3 separate regions of the Sus scrofa genome follow, and regions 1 and 2 are each linked to region 3. A link is a contact called in public HiChIP or PLAC-seq data. All regions are on one chromosome and are shown on one strand. The core of a region is the stretch at or near the end of the contact, and the rest is flanking DNA. Distances in the headings are between cores, read along the strand shown. Region 1 holds the start of ATP5E (ATP synthase, H+ transporting, mitochondrial F1 complex, epsilon subunit). Region 2 holds the start of ZBP1 (Z-DNA binding protein 1). Region 3 holds the start of VAPB (VAMP associated protein B and C).

What was found. HiChIP or PLAC-seq counts read pairs in DNA pulled down with a chosen protein or histone mark.
Region 1: an H3K27ac HiChIP or PLAC-seq map of alveolar macrophages shows a contact between it and region 3. The contact joins the promoter of ATP5E here to the promoter of VAPB in region 3. A contact is called at or near these places in 2 of 5 promoter capture datasets (fetal liver and liver) and 1 of 2 datasets of contacts at active chromatin or transcription factors (alveolar macrophages).
Region 2: an H3K27ac HiChIP or PLAC-seq map of alveolar macrophages shows a contact between it and region 3. The contact joins the promoter of ZBP1 here to the promoter of VAPB in region 3. A contact is called at or near these places in 1 of 5 promoter capture datasets (liver) and 1 of 2 datasets of contacts at active chromatin or transcription factors (alveolar macrophages).

The regions. Positions count from the first base shown.
Region 1 is chr17:59,172,162-59,175,960 of Sscrofa11.1, forward strand. It overlaps ATP5E (ATP synthase, H+ transporting, mitochondrial F1 complex, epsilon subunit), which reads right to left and starts at 2,308. Exons shown (of 2, transcript NM_001113448.1): 1 at 2,173-2,308; 2 at 1-398. The coding sequence starts at 2,204. The coding sequence ends at 275. It overlaps PRELID3B (PRELI domain containing 3B), which reads right to left. Exons shown (of 6, transcript NM_001113697.1): 6 at 2,882-3,799.
Region 2 is chr17:57,984,626-57,988,407 of Sscrofa11.1, forward strand. It overlaps ZBP1 (Z-DNA binding protein 1), which reads right to left and starts at 1,492. Exons shown (of 9, transcript NM_001123216.1): 1 at 1,326-1,492. The coding sequence starts at 1,419.
Region 3 is chr17:58,593,367-58,597,122 of Sscrofa11.1, forward strand. It overlaps VAPB (VAMP associated protein B and C), which reads left to right and starts at 1,383. Exons shown (of 6, transcript NM_001123213.1): 1 at 1,383-1,777. The coding sequence starts at 1,720.

The sequences.
Region 1 (3,799 bases), core at 1,058-3,557, 580 kb after region 3:
GGGGGGGGCTAACTGGAGTTACAGCTGCCGGCCTACACCAGAGCCACAGCAATGCCGGATCCCTAACCCACTGAGTGAGGCCAGGGAATCGAACCCACATCTTCATGGTTCCAAGTCGGGTTCATTAACCACTGAGCCATGAAGCGAACTCCCCCCACTAACTAGCTTCTAAATGTTCTGAATGACCCAAAATGGACAGAACTTAAATTTAAAATTACCTGGGTTTTTAGAAGTGCTCAAAAAACTGTTTCTAAATAAATCGGTCACTTACAGATTATTCCTTCTTCACTTTCACGATTTTAACGTTGCTGCCAGAAGTCTTCTCGGCATTCGCTTTGAATTCTGCCTTCAGTGCATCTCTCACTGCCTTTGCACAGATCTGGGAGTATCGGATGTAGCTGAGGGAAAATGACAGACAATATAAAGCTAATTACCAGTGAGCCAACCCAACTGGCTAGGTTACTGTGTTTTTTTCTTCTTAGGCTCTTACTTTGGGTTTGATTTACACATCATTGTAGAAGTGAATTTAAAAAATGACGAATGCCACAAGGAATCTATACAGAGAAAAAAACCAGAAGGAAATGTATCCAAATCGTAACCGGTATTAGAATGGGGGCTTTTTGGCTTTTCTCCTTTGAACTGTTTTCTCTCTTTAATACATATTAACATAAAAGATGCACAGGTATTAAAAAAATCCTCTGGCACAGGAAAGAGTCCTAAATCTTCAGAGGCTACTTTGACAAGAGCAGGTGCCCCCCCTCTACTTAAAATTCCTTTCTTTTATTATTCTTACAGGGCAAAGTATATATAATTAAGAGGGGAAAAAACCTGTTTTGATTTAAAACAGTTCTACTTCTAATTAATTACTTAAAGGTTTTCCCGAGGATATTGGATTCTGTTTCAGAAGTCTGCCACCGAAAACACCTTCCAATCATGGTTTCTAAAGGAAACTGAGAAGTCCTTAGAGAACTTCATCAATTCTGGCAAAATATCCAACAGCCTGTTTCCTGTTTGGTAGATGGACTCCCATCAACATCTTATTTTCCAAAAGATGTCAGCTCACTTTTTACACTTTTTGAAAACAGGAAGGTGGGGGGGAGGAGGGGGCCGCTGACTATTTTCTCATGTTTCAGATTTGTTTTTCTGGGCCAGAGGTAGGAATTCTAATTCCTGCTTTCACTCCTACTAATTGGTGACCTTCAGGCTGTTCAAAAAATTGGCTCATTTGTTCACCTATTCAAGTCAACAGAACAAAACAGAACAGAAGGATGATCAAGTTTGGCCCCACTAGTGGGAGGAAGGAGGAGAGGCAAAGCGTGGAAAGCAGGGATGCCCGCACTTGTCTCCTCGTAGGTGCCTGATAAACACTACCTGCGACTGGGACCAGAGCCTTCCAATTCTAGATCTGGCTTGACCTTGAATGTCAGGAAACTCCTGGGTCACATGCTCCCAGAAGGTCACCACTAGAAGGTGCTACTTAATCTGGTCGAGTAACAAGGTGCGTTAGCCTCAGCCAGGTGAGACGCTCGAGTGGGTGCCCAGGGTAAGGAATCAGTGTGCCACCACTTCGCCAGAAGCCATGTCCTCCAATGGGCTCCACACCTGAGCTCCCCAGGAGGCGCCGCTCACCTCGTGCTCTTTATGCTTCGGAGGGGGCTCTCGCCCGTTGTACCCACGAAAAAGTGTGGGAGCAACAGGGGCTAATGACAACCGAGAAGATGTGCGTGACACTGTACAAGGCCTCACCCGGATGCTGGAAAGAAAGGCCAGGTATGGTGACATAAGTCACACCAAGAGAGGTCTCTCCGCTCCTCGGTTCTCCAACTTGATGTAACTGTGTTACCTCTACGGTGTAAACTGAGCGCAACCAGTAAGGACGGAGGCCAGGACGTGGGCAGTGCCGTCTCCGGGAAGGCATGGCACCGGTCGAAGGCGATCATGGCGGCGGCAGGTGCGGGCAGGTGCCGGCCCACGGGCTCTGCGCCCGCCCCTCCCCGCTGGGCCCCCCAACCCCGGCTCCAGCCCCCCGCCCCTCTCGGAGGCCGCCATCTTGGGGCCGCACTCGCCCGGCCCGACCTCCACCCCCGCCGCGCTCGGCGTGACCTCCGACCCCAGGCCGCGCTGGGCCTCCCCGCGCCCCACCTGTCCGCGCCTCCCAAGGCCCGGGCCTACCTGAGTCCAGCCTGTCGCCAGTAGGCCACCATGATGTCGCTAGAGTGGGCGCGTCGGGTCGAATCGCGAGGACCCGTCAATGTCGGCTCAGAGCGCGCGGCCCAGCTGCCGGAAGGTCAGGTCTGAGAAGCGGAAGGGGCGGGGCTCCGGACCTGCCAATCCCGCCGCCTCTTGCCCCGCCCCGCCCCCGGTCGGCCTGTGCGGCCGGGTCGCAGAATTCCCCCCACCCGCCCCCGCCGGGAGCCAATGAGGACGCGCGGCCCGGGCCGCAGGTGCCAATCGCCGGGCGGGCCGGCCAGCTCGGGCTGCCTATTGGCTCCGCGGGCGGCCCGCCTGTGTGCCCCGCGGGCTTCCGTAGTACCCCGGCGGGGCGCGGTGCCGACAGCCGAGCGGGAGGGAACTGGAGGGAATGTGAGACCGCGTGGCTCCGGGGGCGCGAGACTCGGAGCCGCGTCCCGACCTTGACAGCACTCGGGCGCCTCCACCCCGGGTTAACAGTTAAAAAAAATGAACCTCGGCCGAGGCGAGCCGACCCCATGACAAGCCGCAGAGGTTCTGGACAACCCTGGGTGGGTGCCGAGAGACAGGCCGGGCAGCAAGGGGCGTAAACCCTCCGCTCCGGTCCAGCGCGGTGCCGCTTGCAGCCCGAGGCAATTGAGCGAATTCGTTTGCTCTCTGCAGTTATTAAAAGGAAACTATAATCAAGAAAAACATAGTTAAAAAATAAGTTTTTATTAACAAGATTTTTCTTAATTCATATAAGATCCATTTTTCATATTAAATAGGATAATATGCCCCACAATCCGTAAGTCTAATTCTAATCCACGAACACTTTATTCCAGTTTAGCCCTCTCAAATGCTTATGTTATTTATATTTTAACATGTAAAAGCCATAAGTACCAGCTACTTAACTAAAGCTATTACACTGGAAAGTGAAAATTTATAGAATTTTATCATTAAGATCAGATTAAAAAAAAAAACAGGATAAAATTTTGTTCAGAAGTCTTTTTATCATTAGGGTATTATCACATCTTTTTCAGAAAAAGTATAATTTTCAGAAATTACACAGGCAATGTAATGATATCAGTATTCAGCAATGTTTAGCTGAAATGTGATTTTAATTGTAAAAATTATCTCCGGTTACAAAAGATAACCAAAAACCTTACTGGCTTTTACAAATATCCCAAGTCTTAAGCTAACAATATTTTAAGTAGAAAAGCACTAGTTTTTAAACAGTTTGGTATACTGTTTTTGTGGTTTAGGTACATATATTAATTGGTTTGTTTTACAGGAAACCTGACTAGAAGTTTATCACATTAAGCACTGTGGAAATAAAGGCAAGAGCTAATCACCTTTTAATAAAAATACTCTTTATGCAACTGTTCCAGGTATCAAAGATACTCTTTTTTTAGTGGTTGATAATTAACTGCCTGCTACCAGATACAAAACAAAATGCATTTATTGGACTGGTTTTCAGATTGCAGCTGCCCTCTGGCATCCAAAGCAAGGATTTCCCATAAATAAAAGCTGCAAAGCGATTCATGTAGTGGTTGGTTTAGGTCAACGCTTTTTTTCTACCCAGTTATTCTTTCTTCTTCGATGCCGCCCCCGAACTGGCAGTGACACC
Region 2 (3,782 bases), core at 242-2,741, 610 kb before region 3:
ACCCGGGTCCCCCGCCCCTTCACATGCCAAGCCCTACCCCGCAGCTGGGATCCAATCCAAACCACTGCGGCTTTGCCCAGCCTTGGAAAGAGCTTGATTCTTGAAAAGCTGCCCCTGGTGGGCGTCTCCCCCTGGCTCCTCCTCCAGTCACCTGACCCTAAAGGGGAACCGATGCCAAGAAGGCTGGGCTGGCCTCCTTGGCTCGCTCTCCCAGCTGGGGAACCGGAAGCTGTGAAATGGACGAAGCGAGGGACCCCTGGAAAGCCCGCAGCGGAGGAAGTTAAATTTGGTCACGAAGTGCCCCTGACAGGTACCGGCAGGTCCCCTCGGGAAGTATGACAGGACCTTGGGGAACAGCCGGGGCCCCTGGGCCACACCCGGTCAGCCGCCCTCCCCGGCTTGCTCTCTTTTCTGGGTTTGAGACCCACTTCTGTCACCTGCTACCCAGTTCTGTCACCTGCTATCTGGGAAACAGTGAAACGTGTGGCTCCATGAAAGATTGCGGTAAGGATTTTTTGTTTGTTTGTTTGTTTTGTTTTGTTGCCTTTTCTAGGGCCACACCCATGGCATAGAGAAGTTTCCAGGCTAGGTAGGGGTCGAATCGGAGCTGGAGCCGCCGGCCTACGCCAGAGCCACAGCAACGCGGGATCCTAGCCGTGTCTGCAAACTACACCACAGCTCACAGCAACCGGATCCTTAACTCACTGAACAAGGCCAGGATCGAACCCTCAACCTCCTGGTTCCTAGTCGGATTCATTAACCACTGAGCCACGAGGGGAACTCCTGGTGAGGATTAAATGAGCTCATGATCACAAAACACAAACGAAGAAACAAAAAGCCCCTCAGGTCACAGCCCACGAGCTTTTGTTGTGTGGGGGGGGCGCCTAGAGCACAGCAATGGCTCAATAACAACTGGCTGTCACTCAGCGCTGCCTGAAGCAAAGTTATCCCAGGAGAGAAGGAAGCAGGATGCAGCCAGGCACAAGCCCGGGGCCACCCGTCCAAACTTCTGTTCTTCCTCCAAACCGAGGGTGAGGACAGGGGCTCGGGTCCCAGGCTCAGTGGGGTTGTTTCACCAGCAGAGCCTCAGGGATCTCAGGTGGAAGACGGAACGGCCATCAGGCTTGCCCCGGGGGTCCTTGCAACATGCACACCAAGCGTGTTGCAAGCTGCCCGGGGCAGATGGAGGCTCTGAGTCAGACCCAATGGCCTCTCTCCCTCTTTCTCGCTCCTGCTTTGCTATCAGGGCTGTGATCGGCCGAGAAAAGGAACCAGGACAAAGTGCAAGTTCCACCCAGGAATGTCCCCTGTTCCTTAGAAGGTACCTGCATCCTCTGGGTCGGCAGGGGTCTCGGCCACGTCGGCAGCAGCCGCTGGGAGCCTGGGAGCCTTGGGGACAGTGGCCTGCTCCGACTCCATGGCCTTGAGAAGGTGGGTCCGGCCGAGGCTGAGTGTCGTTTTGTGACCCAGCCTGGGGCTGCTGGCAGCTGTGAGGATGTTCCAGCTTCACTCACCAGATGTGAGCTGTTCACGTGCCCGGAAACAGGCCTCGTCACTGAATGAGCAGATTCAGGGCATGAAGAAAATGAAACTTGTCTGTGTGGTATTCGAAAGAAACAAAACTGAAAGTAGAACGGAGCAAGACAGAGTTACGGCTGCAACTAGATGCCCGTGGGGAGTTGCTGAGCTGGGCAAGGCCAGACCTTCCTCTGGGGCCGAGGGCTCCCACTGTGACCCCCACAAGCCCACCAAGACACCTGGGGGGTGCCCTGTTCACCTTTGTATATGTCATAACGGCAGCCCTAAGCAATGAGATCCTGCTGTGTGGCACTGGGAACTATATCTAGTCACTTGTGATGGAGCTTGATGGGGGATAATGTGAGAAAAAGAATGTGCGTGTGTGTGTGTGTGTGTGTGTGCGTGCGCGTGTGCGCGAGACTAGGTCAGTTTGCTGTTCAGTAGAAAATTGACAGAACCCTGTAAACCAACTATAATAGAGAAAATAAAAATCACTATTTAAAAATTTTTTTAAATAAAAAATAAAAGAAGTTAACAGTTTCACCAAAAAAGGGGGGGAAAAGCACAACGCCAGCCCTCTTTCCTGAGTCCCTTCTGCATGCTCTGTGATCCCGTGTGCCTCTGACTCATCGGCGGGGCGTAGGGGCTGATACTGGTCTCTTTTCTCAGAGAGGAAACTGAGCCACTTGCTCAAGGTGAGGCAGCCCACAGGGTCAGGGACTCGTCCCCAGAAGCCCCTGGGATCGGGGTCCCAGCTGTAGAGGGAAGGAGGGGGCGCCAGGGTGGGGCGCCCAGGGGGACATCATCCCCAGCATTTCCACAAAGGGAGGCATTCAGGACAAGTATATCCATGGAAGGGGTCCCAGAGGCTTGTCTCAAAGCTGTCTTTGTAAAGCAAGCAGGGAAAAAACCCAATGCCTGGCCCTCCTCAGAACAAAAAAATCCCAGTCTCAGGAGGTGGGGCTGAAGGTCCCAGGTGACTTTATTCGAACCCAAGGCGGAGTGTTGGACAAGTCAATAAAAACCACAGTGAGGCTTTTGTTCTTTTTTTTTTTTTTTTTTTTTTTTTTTTTTGCTTTTTTTGGGCTGCAGCCACAGCATATGGAAGGGGTCAAATTGGAGCTACAGCTGCCAGCCACAGCCACAGCCACAGCAACAAGGGATCCAAGCCATGTCTGCAACCTACACCACAGTTCACAGCAACAGCAGATCCTTGACCCACTGAGCAAGGCCAGGGATCGAACCTGCGTCTTCATGGATAATAGTCGGATTCGTTTCCTCTGCGCCATGACAGGAATTCCCTTACTCTTTTAAAATAAGCAAACAGGAGAAACATATATCTCTATGTGAATTGACAATATTAGTTTTAAATGCGGAATAATTGGGAGAGTGGAGTTGAAATGTCGAGGCACCCTCCGCTGGGGGCTCCGGCTGGGCCCCTGCAGGCTACAGGAAGCCGCCATACCAAGACTGGCCACCAGGTGGCGCCCGCTCACCAATCTGGGCCTGCGTCCCCTTTGCCTGGTCCCTCTGAGTTAGGGGGCCTCTCACCTGTCCCAAATGGTAGGAAAACCCTGACTCCATCTGGCCCTGCCCCCACCTCTCCTCATTCCTCTTGGCCTCTCCTCCTCAAGCTTCCTTGTGTGCTGCTGACCCCTTAGTGTGACGCCCCAACCTAGGCCTTAACCCAGGGGCCTGGTGGGCTTGCAAGTCAGGCTGAGGGACTCCAGCTTGATCAGAGCGTCAGCTTTCCTTTGGTCTGTGTCCACCTGGACATGTTTGGATGGCCCTTTCCCCTTCTCCTGTGCCCTGTCCCTGTGTATCTCCACGACCCCTGTGCCGCCCAAGCTACATGGGGCCTCCACACTGGCTCTCTGAGGGTCACGATGAGTCTGCCACAGCATCCGCTGCACAGGGGAAGCCAAGTGTCACTGGCAGGTGCCTCCTGGACGAGGCTTTCTTCCCCAGGGCAGGTCTGAGCTGCAGCCCTGCTCCTTCCAAGCTGTGTGCCACTGCATCTCTGAGCTGCATCTTCTTTAATTATAATGCAGAGATAATAAATAAGAAAAAGCCCATCTATCTGACACTTAGGTGTTCACAAAATGTGCATCATTTAGAAAATGCCAGGGATTGAACCTGTGTCTGATGGATCTCCATAACTCCAAAATATAGACGCTGGGGAAGAGAGAGAGAGCAGAGAAGCAATTTAATGCAGGTGGGTTTTGCCTTCCATAGCATTCCGTGGCATGTCAGGAATTCACGGA
Region 3 (3,756 bases), core at 133-2,632:
AACAAACCCTCACTGAAATAGAATTTAAAGGTTGTACTTAAGGGACAAGGAAAGTGATCCTAGTTTTAAGTTCTGAGAAGCAAGAAGATGAGCAAAGAAATTGGTAACAGTGTGATTGAGTCTAAATTAACACTGACTGTATACAGCAATTTAGTAATGACTCACTGAGGTGAAAAAGGAAAAGATTAAACTGAAAATATACTACAATTAAGGCATATTATTTAGTATATGGGTCATTATAGTACCCCTAAGTGCTTTTATTTTCAGGTAGTAAGGTGAAGAGTAATCACTAAAACAACAGAAACAGAGTATGAAAGAGGAAGAAAAGCGGAATGAGAAAAAACATCAGCACCCAAGGAGCATGAAAGGAGAGGAAAAAAAAAAAAAAAAAAGCAGGCATGGCAAATAGAAGGGGCAAATAAGATGGTAGAAATAAATCCAGATAGATCGTAAATATAATAAGTATAAATGCACCAAATGCTCTAGTTAAAAGACAAAGATTATCTTTAAAAAAACCTTTTATTATGAAGAATTCCAAGCGTACTGAAAAATGGGAAGAATAGTGCAAAGAAACCACATATGCCTGCTATGTAGAGTCAGTATTAGCTCTTTGCTGTGTTTCGTCTATACATATATATTAAAGGGGACTATTAATAACATATTTCATGTCGTGAACATTATAAATGGAATAAAATTTAAATGTCAATAGTGAAGCAGAGTGTTCACATTTGAGGCCAAGAAGATCTGGGTTCTCAGTAATTTTTAATGAACTTTTTTGTGCGGTTATTTATTCACAGGTTGTCCCTCCTACCGGCTCTAGGGAGAGGGTAGAAACCAGGTCAACATTTCTGCTTCTGGTGTTTCTAAATATTTGTTGCATTTAGTAGCACAGGATTCAGCACCGTATTTGTTAGTAAACATTTCACGTAGAGTAGATTTTATTTAATACAATTGATGCTGCTGTTATCCAAAGCGCTCAGCAGAGTGGCACAAAATAAGCAAGCAGTAATTGGTACCTTACTAAATTTATATTTATTGTTTACCATACGTCACAGTGCCTAGCACACATCATTCACCAATAAACATTATGTTTATAATAAGAATAAATAGTGTTTTCATCATTATTCAGTCTCTAAGTGCCTGGCACCGCACAAACAAGGGAAAGTGGAAGTTCATTCTTATTAATTATTATTATTGAGTAAAGCACTTAACACAAAGCCAGGCCCCCAAGGACGTTCAGTAAATAGTCTCCCCCGCGACGGCCCAAGACTCCCGGCGTCCCGGACCCGCCCCTCCCCGGGACTGCGCGGCGCCCCGCCCCCTGCCGCCCGGCAGCCCCGCCCCCACGGCCAGCGCTGCGCTTGCGCACTGCCCGGCAGGGGCTCCGCGCGCGCTCAGCTCCCCACAGCCCGAGCGCGCGCCCGGGCCGAGCAGGCCAGCCTGCTGCGTGCGTGCGTGCGTGCGTGCGTGCGTCGCTGCGTGCGTCGCTGCGTGCGTGCGTGCCGTGCGCTCGCCGGGCACCGCGGCCTCGCCCTCGCCCTCCGCCCCTGCGCCTGCACCGCGTAGGCCGCCCCCCGCGCGCACCCCGTCGGCGACCCCCGCCCGCGCCCCGGCCGGCCCCCCCTTTTCCAAATTTAAAGGGGGCGCAGCCTTAACGCTTCTCGCCCCAGGTGACCTCTCAGGGGTCTCCCCGCCTGAGGTGCCCCGCTGCCGAGGAACATGGCGAAGGTGGAGCAGGTCCTGAGCCTCGAGCCGCAGCACGAGCTCAAATTCCGAGGTAAGCCCGGAGGCCCGCCATCTTCGGCCGCGGGCCGGGCCCGCCGCCCCGCACCCCCTCCCGCGCTCCGGAGGGCCTGGCGGCGCGGCCGTGACGTCGGCCCCCGGCCCGCGGCCCCCGCCCGCTCCCCCCCGACGGCGCGCCCGCCCCGCGCCCCCGGGCCGCCAGGCGTCCGTGCGCGGGAGTCCAGGGCCTGCTCCTCCACAGCCTCCCTGCGCCTCGCCCTCGAGACACTCGCACAGTTGCCAGTGTAACTGTTCCTGTCCAGTGTGCGGCCTCCGCCCTGGTGTGGGCGCCTTCGCCGAGAAGGTTTTTCGCCTGCTCGGGGCATAGGTCAGCTGTCACCTGCCCAGGGAGGACGCCTGCAGCCGGTCCCCGTCGCATGTGTTCGTGGGCAGGTCGGCTCTTGCCACGACCTGGAAGGACCGTTTCCGCGCTTGTTTACCCTGCTGGTACACTAGAAGGGAAACTCCATGAGGACAGGACCGTGTCACGTCTCCGCTTCCTGCCCCGCACGTCCTAGGGGCCTAATAAATACCCGTTGAACAAAAGAGTGGCAGGAGCCTCCGCACACGTTCTGGCGGGACGTGGCCCAGCCTTCCTTGCCCTGCCGTCCTCATGCCCGCGGCTCACGTCTGTGCAGCGAGGGGGGCCTCGCAGGGCGGCGAGATCTTTTATCTTCCCAGAGGAAGCCCAGGGGGCCACGCGTGTTTGTGGCAAGCCAGAGCCCCTTGTAACGTCTGTCTTTATTTTCCGTCTTACCGCCCCGTCTTCTCCACCAAAATGAAAGTGCCAGGAGTCTCTTGTCTGGGACCTCATCTGACTTACCCAGTGCCATCTTTTCAAGTGCCTTGAGTAACGTAAGCTTGGCACTGGAGGGGGAGGAATGAGCCAGAGGGACAAGTTCCCCGATCTCATGCTGCGTACCTTCTAGTGAGGGGGACACACGAGCGCGCAAGCCTGGTTCAGGGAGTGGCACGTGCCGCGAAGGACCTGAAACCAGCCGGCCCTGACGAGCATCTGCTTAGACTGGACGCCCAGGGCCCTGCTGTATTGCCAGCACTTGGCTTACTGTAGGCGCTCAGTAGATGTTTGTGGAGTCGCACTGCATTCTGGCCACATGCACCCCACTTTAAATTATACTGGCAGGAAGTAGCCTAGGGTAACTTACCCAAACTTAACCCAGTTAGCACACATTTGAGCTCAGACTTCAGAGCTCACCCTCCTTAGCAGTTCTGCTGTCCCACCTCTGGGAGCTGTTCCAGTCCTGTGGCTTTACATTGCCTCCCAGGTTAACAGTCTGAAGTGACCCTAAATGTATAAACAGCTGAAGGGTGTCCAGTTAAAACCAAAACAGACCCCCTCAAAGACCTAAGGTGGATGGATTATAATTCCGCGAGAGAACTGGAGTTTGCGTGCTGTCCCGCTGGCCTGCTCCTCCAGGGTCCGGGCTGGGAGTGGAATCCCCGGATGGTGCTGACCATGAAGGGGATGGTTTGCACGTGAGGTGTCCGACGTTCTCTACCCCGCAAGCCTGGCTTCGCCGCTCCTGGGCAGCAGCACATTCCTTCATTTAGTCCGTAGACGTGTGCTGCTCCAGGTGTCAGGTACGAGGAGGCGAGTCACATCACAGGTGTGCCTCTCCACGCCCCCTTAGGTCCTGCAGAATCAGCCAGGACGGGCGAGGGTCTGAGGGAATTCAGAGTGCTCCGGGAGCCGGGAGGAGTCAGCTCCAGAAAGATGTGTCATTCGAGCTGTGTGTGAAGGTGGAAGGGAAGCAGGCCATGGGCAGGGAGCGTGGCAGCAGAGGGAACTGCATGTACAGTGGCACAGAGGCTGAGTAATGGGGCTCCTTTGGGATGGTAGTTCTGAATGACAGCAGCAATGAGCACTTGCTGGAGGTCACGAGGCCAAGTAGGAGACCAGGCTGGCTTGTGGACAGGAGTCAGGTCTTCTGTGGCCTCTGCCAGAGGCAGCCA